Linked DNA regions of Mus musculus: region 2 is linked to region 1. A link is a contact called in public promoter capture Hi-C data. All regions are on one chromosome and are shown on one strand. The core of a region is the stretch at or near the end of the contact, and the rest is flanking DNA. Distances in the headings are between cores, read along the strand shown.

Evidence for each region. Promoter capture Hi-C pulls out the DNA fragments that hold promoters and counts their contacts.
Region 2: a contact with region 1 is called in a promoter capture Hi-C map of hippocampal neurons, with 6 times the contacts expected there. The contact joins the promoter of Polg2 here to the promoter of Icam2 in region 1. A contact is called at or near these places in 17 of 39 promoter capture datasets (the 3T3-L1 cell line, the C10 cell line, the HPC-7 cell line and 9 more), 1 of 484 Hi-C or Micro-C datasets (pre-B cells), 5 of 115 datasets of contacts at active chromatin or transcription factors (the 230-238 cell line, bone marrow-derived macrophages, forebrain and 2 more) and 2 of 9 other capture datasets (adipose tissue and liver).

Annotation. Positions count from the first base shown.
Region 1 is chr11:106,378,813-106,385,807 of GRCm38.p6, reverse strand. It overlaps Icam2 (intercellular adhesion molecule 2), which reads left to right and starts at 3,027. Exons shown (of 4, transcript NM_010494.2): 1 at 3,027-3,378; 2 at 4,869-5,141; 3 at 6,845-6,995. The coding sequence starts at 3,324.
Region 2 is chr11:106,777,703-106,785,565 of GRCm38.p6, reverse strand. It overlaps Polg2 (polymerase (DNA directed), gamma 2, accessory subunit), which reads left to right and starts at 6,029. Exons shown (of 8, transcript NM_015810.2): 1 at 6,029-6,607. The coding sequence starts at 6,124. Ddx5 (DEAD box helicase 5) reads left to right here. Exons shown (of 13, transcript NM_007840.3): 6 at 30-171; 7 at 270-430; 8 at 514-686; 9 at 1,042-1,152; 10 at 1,404-1,465; 11 at 1,548-1,607; 12 at 2,873-3,097; 13 at 3,310-5,210. The coding sequence ends at 3,716. Mir3064 (microRNA 3064) reads left to right here and starts at 2,807; the gene lies at 2,807-2,873.

The sequences.
Region 1 (6,995 bases), core at 1,778-4,277:
TTCAGGGGCACATAAGTGCCACAGCCCTCATAGAGAAGACAGAGGGCTTGTGAGGGTCAGTTGTCACATGGGGGTCCCAGGGGTCAAGCTCAAGTCACCAGACTTGGTGGCTAGAGCCTTTACCCTCTCAGTGAGCTGTCCCAGGAGCCCCTCAGACTTTTTATTTCTTCTCAAATTAAGTCTGTAAAGCTAATTTTTCTGGAATTTTGTTTCCTTTGTTCCATATTTTATGGCATACATTATTTATAGCTTTTACCTTTTCTTATTGGGTAGAGGGGTTGACAGTAGCCCAAACTAGCTTCAAATTTGCCATCCACCTGTCTCAGCCATCCAAGTGGTGCTGGGATTATACAACTGGGTCAGCACACCTGGCTGGCTTGCTCGCTCATTCATTCATTCTTTCTTTTTTTTTTTTTTTTTTTTTTGAGACAGGGTTTCTCTCTGTAGCCCTGGCTATTCTGGAACTCACTCTAACCATGCTGGCCTTGAACTCAAGACATCCATCTACCTCTGCCTCCCAAATACTGAGATCAAAGGCATGCACTACCACAGCCCAGGTTTATTTTTATTCTATTTGGTTTTATCTCATTCATTTGTTTATGGGTTGGTTGGTTTTGTTTGTTTGTTTGTTTGTTTGGAGACAGGATTTCTTTGTGTGGCCCTGGCTGTCCTAGAACTTGCTCTGTTGACCAGGGTGGCCTCGAACTCAGAGATCTGCCTGCCTCTGCCTCCTAGGTACTGGGATTAAAGGTACGCAGGGCCATCGCCTGGCTTATTTTTCTTTTTTAGTGGTGGTACTATACATAAAAGGGATGCTCTGTGCCCATTCGTTTATTTATTTGCAGCCAATCACGTTCACATTGTTCTGCATGTTATATTTGGACCAATCTTACAAAATGAAGCTATCCCTAAGACACCTCCCACTTCCCTTCCCAGCCCCAGCAGCCCCCCTCTCCTTCTGGGGTGTGATCAGTCTCTATATAGCCCTCTCTATTTCCATGGTTGTTCTGATGATAGTTACTTGCTTTCTTTTTGAGCCCTGTCTGGAAGTTTCCTCTGGCCTTGCATGTCCCTCCCAAAGGTCTTGGGAGAACCTGATCCTCACAATGGCTTCCTTTGAGCTTTCTCAGCTACCATAGCTGCCTGCCACTCATAGGGACTTCACCTTTCCCACGGTATGTGACCTTGGTGGAGCCACTTAGCCTCTCTGTGCCTCAGTTTCTCCTTCTAGGAGATGAGAACAGTAGTCATAGTTGAGCTTGTAGAATTCAGGAGTAAGCAGGTCATATTTAGGGAGCGCATTGACAGTGACCAGCCTGACGTAGGTATAGTCACCTGCTCCAAGACAACACTCTCATCCATGACAGGCCACATGTACGTACAATAGAGGTCCCAGAAGATTACACTGGAGCTACAAAAGTCATACCACATAGAGGCCTTATAGCCATCACAGCCCGGTGACAACATTGAATGCATCACTCCCAGATTCTCCTGGTGGTGTTAGTGTGCTACTGTGGTGCAGCTGTGTTCAAGTATAACACGTCTAACTATGTACAGGACGGTAGTGTCCTGTACCGTCTAGGTTTGTGTGGACACACTGTGGTGCTCACACCACCTGATGACAAAGTTCTCTGAACGTGAACTGCAAAGCGAGCTCTAGGCCAGTGTGGACCACTTAGCGGGGTGGGAAAAACACCAAGAGTCTAGGGATGCAGCTCTTGGCATGTGTCTAGCATGCATGAAGCCGTAGCGACTCAGTCACCAACACCCCTCCAAAAATGAAAAGACAACTCCTTCCCTGCCTAAGTGGTGTCTGTTTGTCTGCCCATTTGTGTTGCTGTATTATTATCACATTATTATTTATTATTATTATTATTATTACCCAGAGAAGGCCAACCCCCACCTTATCACCCAAAACCCTTGAAGCCCTCCAGTCCCCTGTTCTCAGGACTCTATCAGCCTAATGTGTGATCAGATACTCCCACCCTCCCCCCACCCTTCCCCCACCCTCCCCCCACTCTACCCCACCCCACTTCTCCCTTCTCCCTCTTTTCTCTCCTTACCTGGTCTTCGCTTTCTGGTGGAATCTCAAAGCCCAACAGCCTCATGTGGGGACTTCCCTTGATCCAGGCTGATAACATCTGCACTAGATAGCTATATACAACAGCCACTACTCAGCACTGTGGGAAGGACAGGATGTCACAGGGTCACTGGCTGAGCCATTGAGGCTTCCTCTACTTGAAATCTGGAGGACACAATGGACTGGGAGCTGGTCCTGCAGGTGGCTTCCTGAGCTCCAATAATGAGCCCTCAAAACCCTGGGGCTTCCTTTGGATAGGCCCTTTCTGGGATTCTACCGAGAAAGCAAGGAGGCCTGCTTTTGCCCTGCCTATCCCCCAGGTTCTAAGACAGAACTAAGACAGTAAGGTTGACTAAATATGGTGAACACAGTGCCTCCTGGGAAGGCCGTGTATCCAAAGTTCTCTGCCTGTGGTGAAGTGTGCCCGGAAGGAAGGCTAGGAAGACCAAGGTCCTGCCTGAAGTAAGGAGATGCACAGGAAAGCACTAACTGACAAGGCCAGGAAAGAGTCTAGGGTTTGGGAATAGGTTGTAGGCACTGTTTCCTGACCTCCTGGGCCCCAGGAGACGACTGTGGGCTGCCCTTTTGCAATCTCTGAGCCCTGTGTTGGCTGAATTAGGGCTAGGCTTCTGCTGGAAACTAAATGAGACATTGAGACATGCAGATATACGCAGGGCATTAGCAAGAGATTACTATGTGACTGCGTTCTAACTTTGGATATCATCTTTCCAGAGATGACGCCAACCGAGGCCTGGTAGAATTCAGAGTTCCCCTGATCTGAATCTTGGAGACCTCACTCTGCCCAATGTACAGTTAAAGAAATTCCATGTACACTCCCCCCACCCACACACAAAACACGTAAGTGCATGCAAGCTTGCACACATTCATGCATGCACACACACTTCCTGCATGTGATTTCCCATTGCTTTCCTATCCCCGCACAGGGAGCATGCAACGTGAGAGAACCCTGTTACACCCCTGCTTATCTGCTGCTTCCTGGCTTCCTCTGCATGAATTCTTGAGGCCCTAAAGGCTTGGGAGCTGGTCTGTGCATATTGTTTCCTGATCTCAGATAATTAGAGGAAATGAGCTCACTGGCACAGAGGAGATTGTGGATTTCAGTTGGGAGCGCCAGGCTTCACTCCCCGACCTGTAGCAGACATCTCTCCCTAACCCTCCAGGCAGCCGTCAGCTGTGCCCCTGAAGCCCATAGACTCCACAGACCCCACAGACCCCACCTGAGATGTCTTCTTTTGCTTGCTGGAGCCTGTCTCTTCTTATCCTGTTCTACAGCCCAGGTAAGCCAGCTCCCAGGGGTTTCAGCACATGGCATCTTAGGGTGGGAAGTACTAATACTCCTCAGGCATCGGGGTGGGGGAAGGGGACATCCTGGCCACAGAGGCCTCTCCACCATAGGTAAAGAAGACTGTGTCAGCCTGGCTTTGGTTTCTCATGGCCCCAGGCTAAGGACTAGGATCAAGGCCTTTTGGATACTAGAGGGAACAAACTCAGAGATCTGGGAATGTCGATGAAACATTCATCAATGAATGTTGATGTGACAGGCTACCGACGTTGGGGGTGGTGGACAGTGGGTAAATGGGAGACTCCAGAAGGAATGCCAGGGGCTAAGCGGAGATGAGGCAGCATGCCAAAGGGGCCTAGTGGACAGCAGAGGGCAGCCGATGATACTGTGCTCACTGGCAGAACAAAATGAAAATGAAAGCTGTTTCAGTGGGTCAAGGAGACCTGGAAGGACACAGCCTCTACGTGCTGAGTGTCCTATGTCTTAGACAACCTGCCAAACGCTTCCAAGCCTAATTGCACTCAGGACCCAGGGGAGGGCACATGATCCCTTTTAACAAGTGAAGAAACTGAGGCTCACAGAAAGAATATATATAACCAACGTTGAAAGTTCAAGTCCAGCACTATCTACATGGAAAGCCCCTCCTTTGCCGCTGAATTGAATGTCACTAGCTGATGGCTGAGTGGGGAGGGAGAAAGACAAGCCATGTGTAGGGACCCTGCTAGCCAGGATCCAGGACCATCGTGGTCCTCACAGAGTGGAGGTGAATACCGAGGGCCCCATTGTCTTACACCAGGTACATCCCAAATGTCTGTCCTGCATAGAGCTGTGTAGTCACCATAAAGAGAAACATGGGAAACTCAGGCCCAGCCTAAATGTCCTGGCTCCAACGATGTCTACAGAGCATCAACATAAATTATGAGCTTTATGCAACAGGTCCTTTTGATGGTGGCCTGTTGCTTTTCTGGTCTTATTTCCACCATTCCTCTTCCTTGCTAAGGTTTGGTCATCTCCGTTCTCCATTGCTTCATGAACGCATGCTCCCGATGGCAGGTCTGCGAGCCAGCGGCTCCGTTTATCTGCAAGGTGCTCCCACAGCGCATGAAAGGTTCTCTACCTCCCTCTGTCTTTGCTTCAACATCTCTTATTAGCTACGTTATTAAAAATGGAGTCCCTCCACTACCTCTACTCTCTTTCCCTGGAGCTTTGCCGCCACCCAGAGGGCATCCTGTCAGTTTTCGATGGTGATGTGAGCTCAGAGTTTACCTCCATTCTCAGAGGTGTCTTCATGACAGAGGGAACATTGTACGGGAGCTTAAGGAAGCCGAAAGTAGGCTTGAGGAAGACTGACCTAGGGCTGACTGATAAAGGGACTGGAGGAAAGGGGCCAACCAAAGGTGACCTGTCTCCTTGGGCCACTGGTAATAGAGAGCCCCAAGGACAGGCATCAGAGACGTCTGCTGCCAAGTGCTTTTGGTTTTACAGGGTCTGGTGAGAAGGCCTTTGAGGTCTACATATGGTCCGAGAAGCAGATAGTAGAAGCCACAGAGTCTTGGAAAATCAACTGCAGCACCAACTGCGCAGCCCCAGACATGGGCGGCCTGGAGACGCCCACGAATAAAATAATGTTGGAAGAGCATCCTCAAGGGAAGTGGAAACAGTTCTTAGTCTCAAACGTCTCCAAAGACACGGTCTTCTTTTGCCATTTCACGTGTTCGGGAAAGCAGCACTCGGAGAGTCTCAACATCAGGGTGTACCGTGAGTGTCTATGCTGGGGGCTCTACTCCCCAGTACAGTGCCCATGTCTACTACTACTGCTACTGCTGCAACTACCGCTACTACCACCACCACTACCACCACCACCACCACCACTACTACTACTACACACTAACTGCTCAGTGACTTCTCCTGGGTCTTCTCATCATGGGATTCATCTCCTTTGGCTCCTGAGCTACAAGCAGGACAGACCTGCGGGCTCAGGACCTGCTTACAGCCCTGGTTGGACTCCATGAGTCCTCCTGTACCTCAGAAGCAAACTGTGCAGGTTGTGACCCTTGCTCCAAGAAGGTCAGTCCAGCCAAGGTTTGCACAGACCCTGATGTCACTTCCTACCCTAGTTCAGCCACCAGGGCACTCACTCCCTCACGAGCAGCAGCGAGTCAGTCAGGGGAGCTAGCCTTCTCTAGTAGCTCCCTCATTTCATGAGGAAAGTGGAGGTGCTGTGCAGCAGTATTCTCGTTGTTCTCTCCAAGGACCTGTGGCAAGTGTGTGAACCTTGCGTACACACCTGCCAGGGTAGGCCAGGATTCTCTCAGTGTCTTAGTGACATCAATGGGTCAAAGAATAGATGTCCTAGGTCCTAGGTGTGTAGGAGTGAGTGGAGGAGACGTGCTCTAATTTAGAAGGGAACTGGGGTACCACCGTAGCACTCATTCAGTCGATCTGGAATTATATTGGTCAATCTAACTGGAGAAACGAGGCAAACCTGACTCCTGTCCCAGCATCGTGAGGAAGCTCAGTCAGCAACCCACGTGCTTCCTTCCAGATGTTCACAGCACAGAAACCCAGCTGTTTAATTTGAAGTTTGTGTTTAGTATCTAGAGAGGATGGAAACAGGCCCCGACTTTCCTATTTGCTTGTTTGCTTGTTTGTTTGTTTTTGTTTTTGTTTTATTTTGGTTTGGGTTTTGCTTTTGGTTTTTTGAGACAGAGTTTCTCTGTATAGCCCTGGCTGTTCTGGAATTTACTTTGTAGATCAGGCTGGCCTTGAACTCAGAAATCTGCCTGCCTCTGCCTCCCAAGTGCTGGGACTAAAGGTGTGTGCTACCACTCCCTGGCCCCAGATAGTTTTTTAAATCCTTCTAGTTGGTTGTACCCTTCCTTCCTCCCTTCCTCCCTTCCTCCCTTCCTCCCTTCCTCCCTTCCTCCCTTCCTCCCTTCCTCCCTTCCTCCCTTCCTCCCTGTCTTTCTTTCTTTCTTTCTTTCTTTCTTTCTTTCTTTCTTTCTTTCTTTCTTTCTTTCTTTCTTTCTTTCTTTCTTTCTTTCAAAAGACTTACTTATTTTATATTGTGTACATTCAGAAGGGGGAAGCAGGTCCCATTACAGATGGTTGTGAGCCATCATGTGGTTGCTGGGAATTGAACTCAGGACCTCTGGAAGAGCAGTCAGTGCTCTTAACCACTGAGCCATCTCACCAGTCAGCCTGGCTGTACCATTTCCGCATCTTCTCTTTGTAGACCCCTTTTCTATTTTCCAAACCATGTCTGCAGAGCAGAGCTAGCACCCTGCACACCCTCTACCATACACCTCCTCTTCCTCCCTCTTCCACTGAGCAGGCCACGCTCACTTCCTCTTTCTCAAGTTTAGCTAGGGATTTGGGATACGAGGAGTGGGCCTTAGCCCGGCAGGACATGCAGGGACACAGTTCCATCCTGTCTGGCCTTCCTCCTTTGTCTCCTGCAGAGCCTCCAGCTCAAGTCACACTGAAGCTGCAGCCGCCTCGGGTGTTTGTGGGTGAAGACTTCACCATTGAGTGCACGGTGTCCCCTGTGCAGCCCCTTGAGAGGCTCACCCTCTCTCTGCTCCGTGGCAGAGAGACCCTGAAGAATCAGAC
Region 2 (7,863 bases), core at 4,780-7,279, 400 kb before region 1:
AAACACTTTTTTTTGTTTTTCAAACTTAGTGCTTGGTGCTGGCACCAACTCGAGAACTGGCACAGCAGGTGCAGCAAGTGGCTGCTGAATATTGTCGAGCTTGTCGCTTGAAGTCTACTTGCATCTATGGTGGTGCTCCCAAAGGACCACAGATTCGTGATTTGGAAAGAGGTGTGTGACCATAAAGGGGGATCTTTGTCACTGATGGAGATGATGGTTTTGTGTATTATAGTTAAAGCATCTACTCCTTTTTATTTATTTAATTAAAGGTGTGGAAATCTGTATTGCAACACCTGGAAGACTGATTGACTTTTTAGAGTGTGGGAAAACCAATCTGAGAAGAACAACTTACCTTGTCCTTGATGAAGCTGATAGGATGCTTGATATGGGATTTGAACCCCAGATAAGGAAAATTGTGGATCAAATAAGAGTAAGTATCTTTATGTTATCATAAAAATCAGTTCTAGGAATGCTCTTAAGATTGAAGTGTAACTTGCTTCCTTAAATCTTCAGCCTGATAGGCAAACACTAATGTGGAGTGCAACTTGGCCAAAAGAAGTAAGACAGCTTGCTGAAGATTTCCTGAAAGACTATATTCATATCAATATTGGTGCACTGGAACTGAGTGCAAACCATAACATTCTTCAGATTGTGGATGTATGTCATGATGTCGAAAAGGATGAAAAGTGAGTTTACATTTTTACAAATTGAGAAAAATCTTACATAAACTAAGAGTAATCAATTCTGAAAATTGTCTCAAAATAAAATTAAGGTAGTGTGCTATATGTTCTTTTAAAAGTCCATTTGTTGGTGATATGGCTTGGTGTGATATGAAGAACTTGCTTGGCTTGCATGAGGAAAACACTCATAGTTTTTGAACCTAGTCACTACACAAGCACGCATAAAGTGATACACCTGAAAATCTGTATGTGTGGTGGCTTAGTGGGTTTGACATTTGGATTCACTAAGCAAAAAATCAGGGTTGTGTTTGGTTTTGTTTTTATATCCTTTTAAAAATGGTGAGTTTTTCTTCATCTTTAGGCTTATTCGTCTGATGGAAGAAATCATGAGTGAGAAGGAGAATAAAACTATTGTTTTTGTTGAAACCAAAAGAAGATGTGATGAACTTACCAGAAAAATGAGGAGAGATGGGTATGTGGTTTCCTGAGTCAAAGCAGACTTAAAAGTACTTTGATCTGGGGCTAGTGTTTTTTGGGAATCATGCGCTGTGATATAGGGGTAATTGTATGGATTCGTTCCAGTGACTTGTAGTAGGCTCTGGGTTGCAATGCTTAGTGGGAAAACACTTGGCCAAGATGAAGTACAGTGGGAATAGATATTGGTAGAGTCTTGACAAGAGTTTTAAGTTGGGTATACTACTGATAATTTAATTCTTGGTATAGGTGGCCTGCCATGGGCATCCATGGTGACAAGAGTCAGCAGGAACGTGACTGGGTTCTAAATGGTATGTATTTCAAATAAGATTAGTTTGTAGCTTGATAACATCATTTGCTTGCATTAATGATTATTCATGGTTGTCTTTATAGAATTCAAACATGGAAAAGCTCCTATTCTGATTGCTACCGATGTGGCCTCCAGAGGGCTAGGTTAGTACAAACTCGAATTCATGGCTTGGTTTCCCAGAAGATCTCCATGTAGTTTTTTTTAAAGAAAGTTTATTGCTTTCTTTAACCTGCATTTTTTCTAAGTTTTTTTCACATAAAGGTGCAGTCTTTGTGGCAAGGCCTAGGCATGACAATCGGAGGACTCGAGGGGGATGGAGGACTAGTGATCGGCTGGCTGCTTCCAGTCGATTAGAGAGGTGAAAAGCTGAAAGTGTGCCAGTAATCTTCAAAGGGCAGAACATACCACCTCTGCCCCATAAACTGTTCTCTCCGGGGGAAAAAAATGGAAGTTACCTCACAGTTCACTGCCGTGGTATTTCATCTGTCCCATGCTTTGCATGATTGCCATGGTACAGCATTGTTTCAAACTGTTCACTGTGATCTGTGGGTCTTTGAGTTTCAGTGAGTTTGCTGAAATGTCGAAGAAATATTTCCAAACTTCAATGTTCAATGAAATTTTTGTTCAAGTTTGAAATGGAGAGAGCAGCTTTAAAAGCCTTTTACAAATTGGTGAGTACTGGCACATGAGACCTAGAGCAGGACCAACTTCTCACACATAGTCAGTGGGAAAAGAAAGTGCCTTGAAAGTTCCTCCCTCACCTACACAGTAGTCGTCATGTCGAGACCTGCCAGAGAGAGACACATTCTCAAGTGAATCCTGGCTTCTTGGAAGCGCTTGCCTAGACGAGACACAGTGCATTAAAACAACTTTTGGGGGACAGGTATGTTTTTCTTGCAGCTGCAGTTGTAAGGTCTTGGCAAGACAAGCAGTGTGGCCAGAGTTTTGAACTTCTGATGAGTGTAATGCAAAGGACCTTTACATTTTTGTTAAAAGGTCCTCAAAAATGAGCACATGAAGAGATTGCTGAGAAACTTTTAATTGGCCCTACTGCGCAGAAGCATTCAGATGTCACTTGATGATCTGTAAGGGGACTGTCAATTTGGGAATGTGCTAAGGAGAACACACATTCCCTTGATAGGCTGTCAGTGGGTGGGTGTTAAGACAGCTGACATGTGCAAATTTTTTTGTTGTTTTTTGGGTGTTTTGGTTTTTTTTTTTTCCTACCCTGCCCTTTTTTCCTACCTCAATGGTGTTCCTACAGGAAATGGATAACCATTTTAACTGTATTTTTTTCAGCCCGTACCTTCTTGGGAATACAATTGTCTAACTTTTTATTTTTGGTCTGGCTGTTGTGGTGTGCAAAACTCCGTACATTGCTATTTTGCCACACTGCAACACCTTACAGATGTGGAAGATGTGAAATTTGTCATCAATTATGACTACCCTAACTCCTCAGAGGATTATATTCATCGAATTGGAAGAACTGCTCGCAGTACCAAAACAGGCACAGCATACACTTTCTTTACACCTAATAACATAAAGCAAGTGAGCGACCTTATCTCTGTGCTTCGGGAAGCTAATCAAGCAATTAATCCCAAGTTGCTTCAGTTGGTCGAAGACAGAGGTTCAGGTAAGGATCTTCGTAAGAGATGTTTCTGGTAGGTGGCAGTTACCTCTTGTCTACAAAGTGGGATCGGAAGAATGAGTACTTCTTATTTTGAAACCTAAAGAATCTAAAAGCACTTAAGACCCAACATAAATAGAGCTATCTAACTCTCTCCTATCTTACCACACTTATGCCACAGATAAAAATTGATCAATTTCCACTTACTTTCTTGACAGGTCGTTCCAGGGGTAGAGGAGGCATGAAGGACGATCGTCGTGACAGATACTCTGCAGGCAAAAGGGGTGGATTTAATACCTTTAGAGACAGGGAAAACTATGACAGAGGCTACTCTAATCTGCTTAAGAGAGATTTTGGGGCTAAAACTCAGAATGGTGTTTACAGTGCTGCAAATTACACCAATGGGAGCTTTGGAAGTAATTTTGTATCTGCTGGCATACAGACCAGTTTTAGGACTGGTAATCCAACAGGGACTTACCAGAACGGTTATGATAGCACTCAGCAATATGGAAGTAATGTTGCAAATATGCACAATGGTATGAACCAACAGGCATATGCATATCCTGCTACCGCAGCTGCTGCGCCTATGATTGGCTATCCCATGCCAACAGGGTATTCTCAATAAGACTTTAGAAGTATATGTAAATGTCTGTTTTTCATAATTGCTCTTTATATTGTGTGTTATCAGACAAGATAGTTATTTAAGAAACATGGGAAATGCAGAAATGACTGCAGTGCAGCAGTAATTATGGTGCACTTTTTTCGCTATTTAAGTTGGATATTTCTCTACATTCCTGAAACAATTTTTAGGTTTTTTTTGTACTAGAAAATGCAGGCAGTGTTTTCACAAAAGTAACTGTACAGTGATTTCAAATACAATAAATGAAGGCAATGCATGGCCTTCCAATAAAAGATATTTGAAGACTGAATTAAGTGAAATTGTACTTTATTTTACATATATAATGTCATGTACAACTTGGCTTAGATAGTGTTTTTGGGGGGGATTTTTGTTTTGGTGTTTATTTTTACACAAGGAAAGTTGACTACTTCCCATTCCTGGATTTAGGAGAGGAACTCAGAAGGCCCTTAGGATGATCTGTTTGTATGGGAAGAAGTTAGAGACAATGGATTTTATAATTCCAGATTTATTGGATAAAAGCTTTGTCATTTTTCAGTATCAGGGAAGTAAGTCATTTAATAGCCTATTTTCCTTAAGAGTGAACTACAGGACAGTAACTATATAAATACATGTTGATTTCTTTTGCAAAACAGTTTTAAGTAATGACATTTTTGCTTTATCAAAATTTTATTCCATCTCTTGGTTTTGTTGTCAACTGCCGAAATGTGCGAAGCTGAAAGACTGTTAGCCCAAGAGCTGTGTGCACTGTGTCTTTAGTGCAGGATTACCTTGTAGGTTCCTAGTCCTCGAGGACTTGCCAGAGTGCTTATAGCCACACCTGGAAGTCAGGAATGTCTCCACATTATTTCAGGGGATTTTAGGGGTCTTGTAGGCTAGTCACAAGGAAGACGACATAACCAAAAGCACAGTAAAGTTTTCGGGTTAGGTTCACTATGGGCTTAACAGCTAGAAGGATTGGGGGGAAAGCTTTAGATTTAAGTAGGATCACCAGCAAACAGCTTTGTTTCAGAATGGCTATAAGTAGGTCTAAATGTCTTCCCAAAAAATTGGTGTGTTTTTTGCCCAGGACAAAAGTCTTAAAGGAAGTTATTTAACTTTTTGTTTTTAAAATGGGCTTATTGTTAATGCCTTATTTATAAAATGTTAAAACAAAATAGAATGTGCTGGGGGTGGGAGCTGGGCGTGTTTTCCAGGGCTGATAACATTGAAAACTGGTTCATCCTCTAGTACTGAGTGGTTTTCAATGGCATGGCTAGTCAGATTCATGATTTTTAAGTATAGGTGTAGATTGGAGCATTTATTACATATTTTACTGTTCAATGTCTTAATGTGGACCTTTTATTTTGTAAATAATTATGGAAATGATTGTGGGGCTTGGAAAAAATTACCTTTGAAGTTTTAAAAGACAGTCCACTTTTTAGCATGTGTGTTGTGTCCAGCCTGTGGTTGTCTTAACTAATAAATGTGATTTTTCTCCCCATTCTCTTCATTTATTTATTCGCGTAGAGGCCTCTTACCTGGGTTTTTGCACCCCCGCCTTCCCCATTCCAGCTATCCTGGAATTTGATACATAGGCCAAGCTGGCCTTGAAGTCAGAGATTGTCCCTTATGCATATGTTAACATAGGAGTGAGCTACCACAACAGTCCTGCACCTTATAATCAAACTCCAGTATCAAAAACACCCCTTTGTCCTAGTCAGGTATTAACTGATTTCTACGAGAAGGGAAGTACAGAGGTTAAGAGCACTGCTCTTCCAGCAACCATACGGTGCCTCACAACCACCTGTAGTGATGGCCTCTTCTGGTGTGTCTGAAGACAGCAACTCACAAATCTTTAAAAAAAAAAAAAAAAATTCTTTTTAAGGAGGTGGTTAATAAATTCCCGAAGCCCTTTTTAAGACCTGGTCACCCTGTCTGTCCAGCCACACCCGGGAGAGAGTGGAGTGGCCATTGGTGATAATGTTTGCCAGCATTAGTATAAACTAAAAGTGCACAACACATTCCCTTGGAGACTGAACGCTAAGCCTCACATCAGTACCGTCCAGGACAACATTTTGGAAGGGGTTTTTTTCGTTTTGTTTGGCAGCTCGGAAAACCTGATGCTAACTCTATAGTAACAGGATTGTGGTAAAAGCTAAACAAGTGAATGTGAGGCAGGTGGAGTTACCAAACGGAAAATCCCAAAGGTAGTAAACAATCAGACGCTGGCGTCAGCCGCGGAGGCCGGGATACGCCCAAGGCGGCTGCTGCTCAGCAGCGGGTGACGCTCTTCCGGGGGCGTGGTCTACAGCACGTCCATTTCCGCTGTGCCTGCACCCCAGGCCCTGGTGCTGGTGTAGGTTTGAAACTGCGGCTCTGCACGGGAGGTGCTGGTGTTCCGACTCCTGAAGCGATGCGCTGCGGTGGCGGCGCCAGGGCCTGCCGCAGGGCCTGCAGGTGCTGGCTGTCCGGGTACGCGGGTCCCGCAGATGGGACGCAGCAGCCTGACGCCCCCGAGCATGCGGTGGCCCGCGAGGCGCTGGTAGACCTCTGCCGGAGGAGGCACTTTTTCAGCGGGACGCCGCAGCAGCTCAGCACGGCTGCTCTGCTGAGCGGGTGCCACGCGCGCTTTGGACCTTTGGGTGTAGAGTTACGAAAGAACCTAGCCTCACAGTGGTGGTCCTCTATGGTGGTGTTCAGGGAGCAGGTCTTCGCGGTGGACTCCCTCCACCAGGAGCCGGGCTCTTCGCAGCCGAGGGACAGTGCCTTCAGGTTAGTCTCTCCAGAAAGTATACGCGAAATCTTGCAAGACAGAGAGCCGAGTAAGGAACAGCTAGTGGCATTTCTTGAGAACTTATTAAAAACTTCTGGGAAACTACGGGCGACTCTTCTTCACGGTATGGCTCTTCGCGTTTCGTGCTTCTGAACAGATTTGGGGTGGAAAAGCAGTCTTGCACGAGTTTGGAGACAGCAACGGCCCTAGGCTTCCAGGCAAAGAAGTGACCAGGTTCCTTTTTTTTTTTTTTTTTTTTTTTTTAATAACATCAGAGTGATCCACCTTGAGGCAAAGGTCCGAGGCATCATTCCTGAAGAAATTTGTAAAGCATTCAGTTTGACGAGCAAACCTAAAACTATAGAGGTAGGACCTTATATAAATCAGTCACATGCTTTCATTGATACCAAGGCATTTTCAAAGACTTCCTCTGTTCCAGTTTTAAATACAATTATCAACTCAGGTTTTTCTTTTTTTTTTTTTTTTTTTTTTTTTTTTTGAGACAGAGTTTCCCTGTGTAGCCCTGGCTGTCCTGGAACTCACTCTATAGACCAGGCTGGCCTCGAACTCGGAAATCTGCCTGCCTCTGCCTCCCAAGTGCTAGGATTAAAGGCGTGCGCCACCACTGCCTGGCAACTCAGGTTTTTCTTGGTGTTTTTTGTTTGTTTGTTTGTTTTTGGTTTGTTGCTTTGTTTTGTTTTTTTTTTTTTTGTGGGGTTTTTTGCCAGGTAATTTTTTAGCTTGTCAGCTAGAAGATGAGATACACATCTTTAAAGTCAAATATAACAAATTCGGAAATGCTGCCTCTGCCGTTTAGCAGTATGGAGTAGCTAACAACACCTTACAAATCCAAGCTTGTGAAAATTAGTATATACTGTAACCTTAAATTTTTAAAGCAAAATAAAGCAAGCCGGTGATAAATGCAATTAGATTGTAGTATATTTTATCCTGTATTCTTGGTATTGATTGATTAAACAGTCTCACCATGTCCCCCAAACATCAGCTGTTTTTTACCTCTCAGTCTTTTAGATCAAAGTTGCAGACTGAAAATGAGATTTTGAGTTCAGTGTGGATAACATGGAAGTCAGTTCTCTCCTCCTATCGTGTGGGTCCTGGGGATAGAACTCAAGACTTCAGGCTTAGCAGCAGCTGCTTCTACCAGCTGAGATGTCTTTCCAGGTTTAAGGATTTTTTTTTTGGTTTTTCGAGACAGGGTTTCTCTTTGTAGCCCTGACTGTCCTGGAACTCACTTTGTAGGCCAGGCTGGCCTCTGCCCCACACTTGGTTTTTTTCTTTCTCTCTCTGAAGATACTGGACTGTTCTTTTGTTTCTTCTTTTGAGAACCTGATTTCTTTATCTCAAGTTTACCTTGAAATCAGT